Linked DNA regions of Mus musculus: region 1 is linked to region 2. Evidence: chromatin contacts called from public Hi-C data. All regions are on one chromosome and are shown on one strand. Each heading gives the region's core, a stretch centred on a gene start, on an enhancer-like site or on the middle of the called end of the contact. The rest is flanking DNA. Distances are from core to core; before and after follow the strand shown.

Evidence for each region. Hi-C and Micro-C count contacts between places; a contact is called where the count stands out from the background.
Region 1: a Hi-C map of embryonic stem cells shows a contact between it and region 2, with 1.7 times the contacts expected there. The contact joins two enhancer-like sites. A contact is called at or near these places in 1 of 15 datasets of contacts at CTCF or cohesin (stem cell-derived epiblast-like cells), 20 of 484 Hi-C or Micro-C datasets (CD4 T cells, CD8 T cells, the G1E-ER4 cell line and 9 more) and 1 of 115 datasets of contacts at active chromatin or transcription factors (embryonic stem cells).

Annotation. Positions count from the first base shown.
Region 1 is chrX:107,419,231-107,425,127 of GRCm38.p6, forward strand. No RefSeq gene overlaps it. Among named protein-coding and RNA genes, the nearest start is that of Itm2a, 19 kb to the left of the region's middle. Within about 2 kb of position 2,246, at least 11 of the 459 cell types and tissues checked have an H3K27ac peak or open chromatin away from gene starts, as enhancers often do.
Region 2 is chrX:107,222,386-107,228,152 of GRCm38.p6, forward strand. No RefSeq gene overlaps it. Among named protein-coding and RNA genes, the nearest start is that of Gpr174, 31 kb to the right of the region's middle. Within about 2 kb of position 2,671, at least 15 of the 459 cell types and tissues checked have an H3K27ac peak or open chromatin away from gene starts, as enhancers often do.

The DNA of each region.
Region 1 (5,897 bases), core at 996-3,495, 200 kb after region 2:
GTAGAAATGAATAAAACAAATCCTCCATTCCTCTTCTGGGTGTGGAAACAACTACAGATCTGCATTATTTCTTTAAGCCACACCATCATCCACACTGGTAGACAGGAAGTAGATTTTAGAATTGTTTCAGAAAACACATTAACTGGTATGTGTGTGTGTGTGTATGTGCGTGTGTGTGTGTGCGTGTGCGCATTCATAGTCTCTCCTTTCATCCACATTACCTCTGCTCACAGTGATGCCATGAATTTCTGGCTACCTAGTCTTGAGTATATACTCAGACTCATGTAAGGCAATGAGTTCATTTGTTTATAATAGCATTTGCCTTTGACTATGATCAGCAAGTTTGACTGTCCTTCTTATTCACTCATCATATCCCTGATTAACTGTTATGTATTTAGAGTTGTCTGTACTATGTTTGAGCATTTGACCTACAGATCAGATCACATCAGATATGTTTTACTCAGGCAATCCCAGAAGAATGTGTACTCCAAAAATATATAATACGGTACCCAAGAGTAATTATGGAGAAGAACTATGATTCATTTGGACGTATAAAGTGTATGCAGTCTGTCATGAGTCTATATACATTGAATACAGAAATATCAAAGACATTTCTGTACTTTTTATTTTAATATGAAATGTTAAAATTAATTTCCAAGTATTTAAAATTAATAGGTAAAAAAATAAAAAATGAGCTATATCCAGTAGCCTGTTGCTATAGAGATGATGCGAGCAAAATTATAGCAAAATATTCATTTTTCATGGGAGTATATACTAGAGAGGGAGTACTCAAGTCACTTATTTGCAATTTCATGTGATAAGGGCAAATATTAGCCCTATAGTGATGAAAAAGGTTATGTGGTCTTACAGTAACAAGACTGTTTCCAATTATCTAGAGAGTCTTCAGTTCTCTACATTCCTTTGGGTAGACTTAGCCACAGGAACATTGGAATACAAATATTATTCCTTGATTTGATTCCAAGAGAAGCAATTGAATCACAAAATGGAAAGGACAAGAACCAAGAATTAACTGACCTTTTTTTTTCCCTCTGCTGGATATAGTCAACTTATTCAGATACTACATATCTACTTTTGTGAAACCTATTATACTTTTTATGAGGAGAGTGAGACTCCATGAATTTCTCTGTCACTCAATTTTAGAAAACCATTAGTGACTTTTTAGGTTTATTTCTTTTGTTTCCCAACAATTGAAAGTTAAAAATTGTGCAGGAGTTCTAGGAAGGAGGCTCAATAGGTAGTGCATTTACTTCTTAAATATGAAGATATGAGTTTGGACTTTACAGATGTATGTACATATGTAGAAGCCATACATACATACATGCCTCTTAATTTGGGAATTACAGGGCCAGCAATCCTGGACAAAATAGCAAAAGCCCAGTTCATATGTGATCCTCCCTCAAGCAAAAAGATGGACATCATCTGAATACTAATACCTGAAGTTGTCCTTTGTTTTCCACACTCACATGTGTGTGAGCGCACACACACACACACACACACACACACACACAGTTAAAGAGAGTATTATATTAAATGACTTTTATTGTTCTCCAAATGCTTTAAAGAAAGATATAGTACAAGCCTATGTCATGAGGCTTACTTTAAAGAAACAACAACACCCAGCAAGTCCCAAACAATTGCATAATACTGAGTCAGTTTTTATGTTAATATGATAAAAAATAAAGGATGTTTTAAAGGATAGAATGGGGAGGTAGAAGAGGCTATTTCGTCTCTAAGTGGGTCGTTATCTAGGAGAAATGCATCACAGACGAGAGTTGCTGTCAAGTTCACATAGTCTAATTTCAGCACTAATCCCTAAGTTGGTATTTTTTTAGATGGTTGATAAAATATGTAGATTTCAATGGTTTTACTATTTATGTATATTTGATGTGTTTGTTGGTGGTGTAAGATAATTAACAAATGTATGTGAATACATTTGAATATATGCACATACTCAATTTGAGCATATATTTGGCCTAAAATTCAGACTGACCAAAAACTGGAATTTGTAAATTCATAGAACTTCATGTTACTTTTCAAAATAATTTGTTGAATTGTAGATAGGTGTTGTATAAAATTTCAATACAGAGTATGTTTTGTGACATGATGATGCATATGTATGTTTCTATGTTTTTTTGATTTTTCTTTTTTAGTTGTGGGTTGTGTACAGGAAGTAGTGAGAACATTCAATGAAAATCTTAAGAGGAAATGACTTACATGCGTGGCTGGCTAAGACACCTGGAAACTTGAGAAAACTTGATGCTAATTTGGTATGCAGTAGGTATACTTGAAATATATCTTAAATCTGTCCTCCGGTTTTACAGTTTTCTGTACAGAGATAGTGGTAGATAACAGAACAAAAGCAAATGCAATGTGTAAAATCAAAAGAAAGCAAGTATCTAAGAAAGAGCTGTGAATGTGACTAACTTCAAAGTCAACCTGTCAAAGATTTTACTTTTAATTACAAAGAGTAGTGCTGTATTTGACTAATGCTCTGACAGGTATATTTCAAACAAATCCAATGTGACTTAACTTTATGTCTATTATATTTTATAGAACAAATTGGATCGTTGAGTAGATTAAATTCCACAAAGCAATGATAATTTCATATATATTATGATCAAGCTTTAAGTAAATGAATTGGAAGACCATTGAGAGGTCTTACCTTCATGTGTACCATACTGACGAATTGTCACACTTCTGGATCAGGGCACAATGGAGCAGGAAGTACAAAAGTAATATTTGCTCACTTATGCCTAATAATTACTCTAAATGGAAAATTTATATAAATTAACATTCCCATATCACATTGGATTTTACTTTACTTTTGCTTTACTTTCCTCCCTGCTGCGAAATAAAGTATATGCTAATGATCTTTAATAGAAATTGCATTCTTTCACTGTTTCAATTTTATGCTAAATTGACATTTATATATAAGATAATATACTCACAGTTCTCACTCATTGTTTAACAATACTGCCCAGATAAACCAATTATTTTTGTTTTGATTTGTTCCTCTTTACCCTTCCTATAGTTCAGGAAGCTAGAGTTTTCAACTTGTAGCCAATTTCATTTGTATTCATATCTGCATTTACCATTTGCCTTGGATAGAAATTATCTTTAAATAAAAATTTCTTTGAATATGAATTATAAAAAATGCCTATAAATTTTAAAATTATTGATAAACCTTGGTGGACATGTTTTTAAAAATAAGAATCATCCAGAGAAAAAGACAATTAACTGTTTGGAACCCATGAACACTATCAGATAGTTACTCAAAAGTTAAAATCTTTAGTTTTGGTAACAAATGGAATATATTTGCTCATCACTCTAATTATGGCTTACACTTACTTTGTCATCATAATCAAATTATTAGATGCCAAGTTTAATTGACGCTTGTGCAGGCAAATGGATGGAACTAGGAAATATCCTGACTGAGGTAACTCAGACCCAAAAGGACATACACTGTATCTACTCACTAATAAGTGGATATTAGCCGAAGAAGAAGAAGAAGAAGAAGAAGAAGAAGAAGAAGAAGAAGAAGAAGAAGAAGAAGAAGAAGAAGAAGAAGAAGACCTAAGATACAGTCCACAGAACTCAAAAGGGTCAACAAGCTGAAGGGCCCAAGTGAGGATGCCTCAGTCCCACTTGGGAGGGAGAAGAAAGCATTCACAAGTGGGGAGGGAGGGGGAGACCTGGGAGGGAAACTGGATGGGGGGAAGGGAGAGGTGAACCTGATCTAGTACTGGGTGAGGGAAAAGGACTGAAGTCCTGAGGGCCAGCGGAAAGAATGGAAACAGGCAACCTCAGGTAGGAGGTTTGGGGGACCCTCCAAAAATGTACAAGAGACCTGGGTGGTGAGAGACTCTTAGAATTCAAAGGGAGGGACCTTAGATGAAATGCTCAACAGTAGGTAGAGGGAACTTATAGAGTCCACCCCCGGCAGGAAGACAGGGCATTAAATGAGAGCGGGGGGGGGGGGGTTGCCATCCCACAGTCAAAACTCTGACCTATAATTAATTGTTCCTGTCTGAATGAGCTACAAGGATGGTAATGCAGAGGATCCTGAGGAAAAGAAGGTCTAACAACAGGCCCAAAGTCGGATCCTGCTTAGGGTGGAGGTTTCAAGGTGTGACACTATTACTGAGGCTATTGAGTGCTCACAAAAAGGGACCTAGCATGACCACATTCTGGAAGACCCAATAAGCAGCTGATGAGTCAGATGCAGATATTTGCACCCAACCAGTGGACAGAAGCAGCTGACTCCTGTGGTTGAATTAGGAAAATGCAGAAAGAAGCTGAGGAGGAGGGCGACCTCTAGGAGAAACAACAGTCTCAATTAACCTGAACCCCTGAGATCTCTCAAACACTGGCCTATCAACCAGGCAGCATAAACTAGCTGATATGAGGCCCCCCAACACATATAGAAGAGAGGGCATCCAGGTCTGTGTTCATTCAGAGATGAAGCACCTAACCCTCAAGAGACTGGAGGCCCCAGGGAGTTTAGAGGTTTGGTGGGGTGGAGGGTGGGGACATCCACATGGAGACAGGGGGTGGAGAGGAGGTATGGGATATGGAACAGTTTGAGCATGGACAGGAAGGGGCAATAAAATCTGGAGTGTAAAAAATTGATGCTTTTAATTTATTATGAATTATGGGCTGTGAATTCTCAAATCTTTCCAAATATGGGATCAATATTAACACAAAAAATGTTCAACTCCATCAGTTCTCTAGAATTCTCACTAAAATTAAAGGTGTATTACAAATTGAAATCTTGTCAAGTATATAGCTAAATAATAAGACTCTTGTAATGAAATCATGGAAAGAAATAAGGTGTGAAACAACTGATTTTGTGAGCCCTTTTTCTTTGTAAAACTTTAACACACATAAGGTCAATCAGACAAAGGCATATGGGAGATATCAGCATTGTAGATAGATAGATAGATAGATAGATAGATAGATAGATAGATAGATAGATAGATAGATAGATGATGTTGATAATGTCAGAGAACTAGAAACAATTTAGCTTATGTTTAGATGTTGTTATGGTTTGGTTATGACATGTTCCCTGCAGGCTCATGTATTGAAACCTTGTCCCTAGTTCATGGTGTTATTTTAGGAATTGGTGAAAACTTTAGGATGATCCTGGATAAAGGAAGTGGTCACGGGGGTATGTCTTGGGGGATTTTATTTTACCCTGGCCTTTTCTTATTGCTCTTCTTCCTAACCACCATGAAGTGAGCAGGCTGCACTGCCTCACTTCAGGTCCAGAAATACAGAGCCAAACACGAATGGCCTGAACCCTCTAAAACCACGTGTCAAAATAAATGTGCCCTCTCTTAAGTTGCTTTTCAGGTATTTTGGTACAATGATGTAATTACAACAGAGTACAAGGTTTTACAACAAATGCATTCTAGAAAATCTTTGAATTAATAGGCTTTGATGGGCCTTCATATACTTCATTCATGATAGATTTATAGAAACTATAAAAGAAAATAAATGCTAAAGTGTGATATATTTAGCACTTTGCTAAAATAAAATCACATATAACAATATGAATATCAGTAACAATCACTTACTAATTGTGCCTAAGGCCATTCATTTCTAAAGCACCAGATTTAACATTAATGTTAAGTTTAATTTGGTCCTAATTGTTTTTACTTGACTAATATTCAATTATGCCTCTATATATCTCTTTGCACAAAAGGAACAGTTTAAAGATAGATTAAATTGTCAAATATTAATTATAGCACAAGTTTTCTAATTATTGAAATAGTCTGTATATTATGCACCTTTTCATCTTATTGAGAATTTTATTTTGAGTGTTGTTTAGCACTTCCACAGCAAACTCTCATGCACTTCTTCACTTATGATTACAG
Region 2 (5,767 bases), core at 1,421-3,920:
GTTCAAACTCATTATATAATTAGGATCTATAGCAAAACCATTTTATACCCATTATATTTGGGGTATTTATTAATATTCTTTTAAGTTATTATTTATATTCATTTTATCTCAGAATCTTAAAATGATATTAAATAGTGCTAAATAACTAAAAAGAATATCTAATTAAGTTAGGAGGTGAAAAGTAGTTTCTAGAAAGTTACCATAGTAAACATCGTACATTGTGAAGGCTCTATTGTATGCACTCAACTCTTTCATAGAGCAGAAGATAAGCTCCAGAAAAATATGCATGAACAATCAAATCTGTGTTATAATAAATTATTTCTAAAGCATTCTATCTGTGCAAGACACTTTTCAGATAATCTTCACAGAAAAACAAAAATTTAACTGGTTAAAATTACCTAGCAAACACAGAAGTGGATGCTCACAGTCAGCTATTGGATGGATCACAGGGCCCCCAATGGAGGAGCTAGAGAAAGTACCCAAGGAGCTAAACGGATCTGCAACCCTATAGGTGGAACAACATTATGAACTAACCAGTACCCCTGAGCTCTTGACTCTAGCTGCATATGTATCAAAAGATGGCCTAGTCGGCCATCACTGGAAAGAGAGGCCCATTGGACTTGCAAACTTTATATGCCCCAGTACAGGGGAATGCCAGGGCCAAAAAGTGGGAGTGGATGGGTAGGGGAGTGTGGGGGGGGGAGGGTATGGGGGACTTTTGGGATAACATTGGAAATGTAAATGAGGAAAATACCTAATAAAAATATAAAGAAATAAATAAATAAAAATAAAAAAGTTACTTAAAACAGAATTTAATTTTTTTCTGAAATTTCATCTGTGTTAGAAGCACACAAGCACGTTAGAAATGATTGAATTCTTTATTAAGAAACATTTGTTGGATATAACAATAAGAATCAGAGTCACTTGTACTTGAATTACGATAATTTTCTTTGCTCTGCCTTCTGCATCTCTCTTATGGAAACTTTGTTTCTGAGCTTTTTGGGGGCAGGTGTGAACACAAAGGAAGACCTTTCTTCCTTTAAAGACAGGGCTCCGCCCTGAGAAAGTCAAGGCATAAGCTTATCTCATGCCATCACACAGATGTAAATTGCATAAACTCTATACCCAGAAATTATGGTTGCAAGAATGAAAGTGTATATTTACTCAAATTCATTTAATAAGGCTAAGATTTCACCTAGAAGTGACAGAGAATCCTAAATGCTGATGAATACCACATGTGTGTGCTCATAAGATAGAAGTTAAATGCTGGGAGAGTCTGTTCAAGAAAACCAGGAATTATACTGTACTTCTCCCACTAGTAGAAAAGAGATTTATTCCAAAACAAACATGTTGTCATCTCTACCTTTGTAAGATGACATAAGGCTATGATTACTGAAAGCTGTAGATCATAAAGACAGCTTTAATGGGTCTAACATTTTTGGAATAGAGGTGTGATGGAATGTTTATTTTCAACTTGACAGGCTCTGTAATCAACTAGGAGATAAGCCTGTGAGGGCTTACCTTAGTTGAGGTGGGAAGACCCATCTTGAGGGTGCCACCATTCCATGAACATGTGCTCCAAACTAAAAAAGGTTGAAAATGAGCTTTCATTAATGGATCTCTGCTTCTTGACCAAGGATACAATGTGAGAACAATCTCATGTTCCTGCCACCAGTAACTTCTCCATTGCCATGATAGACTTTATTTTGGTATTATGAGCTAGAAGCCACCCTTCCCTCTTTAAATTGTTTTTTTATCAGGCATTTTCTTAGAACAAGAGGACAACTAGCTCATAAAAGAATGAAGACTTAAAATCTAAGAGTCCTGTCATAAAGTGAAGATTTTGGAAAGGATCAATTAAGGGACAACAAAATAGGAGATGCTTCAAAATTTCATAGGCAGAAAGAGGAAATGAGACAACTTTGAAAAGCTCTCTGATATTGCAGTGACTCTGGAGATTCAGAATATGTATGCCTATACTACTACTTACTTTCAAAGCTTCCCCAAGCCATACAGATCATGAAGTAAACAGTTAAATGTGTGAAGGGCCAAATGCCAACTAAATAATAAACTAATAACCTAGGAATTAAAAATAAGATCACATTCAACTCTGGCCGTCTGTAAGGCTACATATGCCCAAAATAGTTAATAAAGAGTCAAGATCTCTTATAAACAGCTATGAAGTAGTCATCTGAGCTACTAATCCCAGTAAGAAAGAACAGCAAAATAAAGCTTACCTAAATTGTTGACAGGTTTCCAAGCCACATGCTTACATAAAATGTGATAAAGAACAAAGTCCAGCTGACTCTGTGTATTTAATTATACCACTGATAATTAAGTGGTTTATGCTAAACAAGCGAGCCAAAATTGAAGAAATCTGATTCAATGATGTAATAGTACAGAGAACGATCTGAGATGGGACATCAGATACTGACAAGTCAGGAGAATCACTTTTCAGACACAGAAGTCAAGTTATTGAGCATAAATTGCTAACCAAACAAATAACATTAATAATTGCCAAAAATGGAGGATACTTAGTAGCAGTATTACTACAGAATATGACTTCTCTTGTTTTTAGAAGTACCAAAATCAAGACATATAGAGACATAATAAAACATAACCCATACACAGGAAATGTGACTCATTCTCAGGAAATGAAGCAAACTTTAAAGAAATCTGAGAGGCTAGAGAAATGAAATGGCTGAGTGGTGAAGAACAAGTACTGTGCTTGCAGAAGACCTGAGTTTGTTTCCCAGCAGCCATGTCAGGCAGCTCACAACCGCCAGTAACTGTAGCTCCAGCAGATCTGAAACCCTCAATTGGCCTGCATGAGAACACTTTTACACATATATTCACATATACACACAGGCACATACATATAGATACGTGCATAGACACACACATATAAAAATAAAGTCTTCAAAAGCAGACATTTGGCAAAACCGAGATTTCGGACTTTGTAGACAAAGGTATTACAGCACCTATTTTATGTATTTACAAATAGTAAAAACTGCTCACAGTAAACCAATTAAGTATATATGGAATAAAAATTCTCAAATGAAAACTAAAACAACTAAAGTATGGCATTTATTAGAGGAGAACAAGAATACATTTGCTTTCAAATTAATATGGAAGGGAACTGGAAAGGAGGATATCATTTGAAATCTAAATGAATAAAACGATTAGTACAAGAAAATCTAAAACAAAATAACAAAATTAAAGACAGACGAATACTGGCTATGATGTATAATGAACAGAAACAAAATGTATGAGAAAATAAGTAAAGTCTTGGGTAAAAGTGTGAGACATGTAGTAGGGATACTAGGAATACAGGAAACAGACAGGGAGTTAGGAAAAAAATAAAGAAAGAATATCTATGGATTTTATAAATTTTTAAAATAATTGTCTAATTTAATAAATACAATGAGTATCAAATGGAACAAGTAGAAAGAACTCTACCAAAGAGTCATATCATAGTAAGAATGTTAAGAGCTCAAATAGAGAAAATACTGAAAGTAGCAAGAGGATGCAGATACAGCCAAAATCTGATGAACAATGGAAATCACAAGAAGTGAGATGAATTATTCAAAATGTGTAAAAACATGTATAAACTAAGAGTAAGTTATATTCCACAATAAAAACCTTCAAAAATAGACTTAAGGCATTTTAAGAAAAACTGAAACAGATTTACTTGCTAGAAGACATGGTTAAAATGAAGTTTCAAAGATATTTTAATTTGCATTTTCTTAATTGCTAATGATGATGAACACTTTTTGAGTATTTCTTGGCCTTTTTATTTCTTCTATTGATAACCCTTGTATAGATCTTGTCTTAGTTAGGGTTTTAACTGCTGCAATGAAACACCATGACTGAAAAGTGAATTGGGGAGGAGAGGGTTTATTCAGCTTACATTTCCATATTTCTGTTCAACATCAAAGGAAGTCAGGACAGGAACTCAAACATGGCAGAAACCTGGAGACCGGAGCTGATGGCGAGGCTTTGGGGGGGTGCTACTTACTGACTTGCTCCTCATGGTTTACTTAGACTGCTGTAAGAATAGAATAGAATAGAATAGAATAGAATAGAATAGAATAGAATCCAGGACCACCATCCCAGCAGTATCTCCATCCACGATGGACTTGGCCCTCCCCCATAAGTCACTAATTAAGAAAATGTTTTACAGAAAAATGGAGGCTTTCCTCCTCTCTGATGACTTTAGTTTCTGTCTAGCTGACATAAATCTGTCCAGCACAGATCCCTTGCTTATTTTTAATTGGGTCATATGTTGCTTTAACGTTTTGTTTTGTGAGTTCTTTGTATATTCTGCATATTAACTCTCAGTCACATGTATATCTGACAAATATTCTCTCCCATTCTGTGGGACTTCTCTTCATTCATTTAACTGTTTCCTTAGTTTTGTACAGAAGCTTTTAGTTTTGCAAAGTCCCAGTTATCAACTGTTGGCCATGATTCCTTGGCAAATGAAGTCCTACTCAGAAAGTTCTTTCCCACTCTTTTATCTTGTAGGTTTACTTTGATGTTTATGTCTAAGTTTACTTCTAGAAATTTTAGTATTTTAGTTCTTAAATTGAGGTATTAAATACACTTGTTTCTAATTTTTGTTTAGGGTGATAAATATGTCTTTAATTTCATTCTTCTTCCTGTGAACATCTAATTTTCTCAGCATCATCTAACAAGGCCTTAACATGAACTGTAAAAGAGTCAATAGATCTAAGTTGTCATTTCTCAAAAGAAAACAATCACATAGTTCACAGACATGAAAATTGCTCAATGGTGCTAATCATTAAGGAAAGGCAAATCAAATTCACAACCGCATAATACTGTGAACACTACATATTAACAAGAAGACTACAATAAGATTACTGGTTCTGGGTTTCCTTACTCAGGATGATCATTTCTAGTTTCATCCATTTCCTTGAAACTTCTAGGATACCATTTTTTAACAGCTGAGTAATACTTGCTTATGTAAATAACCACATTTTCTTCTTTATCCATTGTTTGGTTGAATGACATACATCTAGGTTGCTTCCGGCTTCTAGCTATTATTAATAAAGCTGCAATAAACATGGTTGAGTGAATATCCTTTTGGCAACATAGAGTATCCTTTGGGTATATACCTAGGAGTGAGTGGTATAGCTAGATCTTGAGGTTGATTGAGTCTCAATTTTCTGAGGAATAGCCATATTGATTTCCATAGAGGCTGAACAAGTGTGTACCACATCAGCAATGGAAGAGCGTTCCCCTTGTTCTGTATCCTTGCCAGCATGAGCTGTGTTTTTTAATTAAGCTGTTCTTATGGGTATAAGATGAAATCTCGAGTTATTTTGATTTGCATTTTCCTGATTGCTAAGGATGGTAAACATTTCTTTAATTGTTTCTCAGTCATTTGATATTACTCTGTTAAGAATTCTCTGCTTACTTATCAGTGAGTACATATCATCTGAGTTCTTTTGTGATTGTGTTACCTCACTCAGGATGATACCCTCAAGGTCCATCCATTTGCCTAGGAATTTCATAAATTCATTCTTTTTAATAGCTGAGTAGTACTCCATTGTGTAAATGTACCACATTTTCTGTATCCATTCCTCTGTTGAGGGGCATCTGGGTTCTTTTCAGCTTCTGGCTATTATAAATAAGGCTGCAATGAACATAGTGGAGCATATGTACTTATTACCAGTTGGAACATCTTCTGGATATATACCCAGGAGGGGTATTGTGGGGTCCTCCAGTAGTACTATGTCCAATT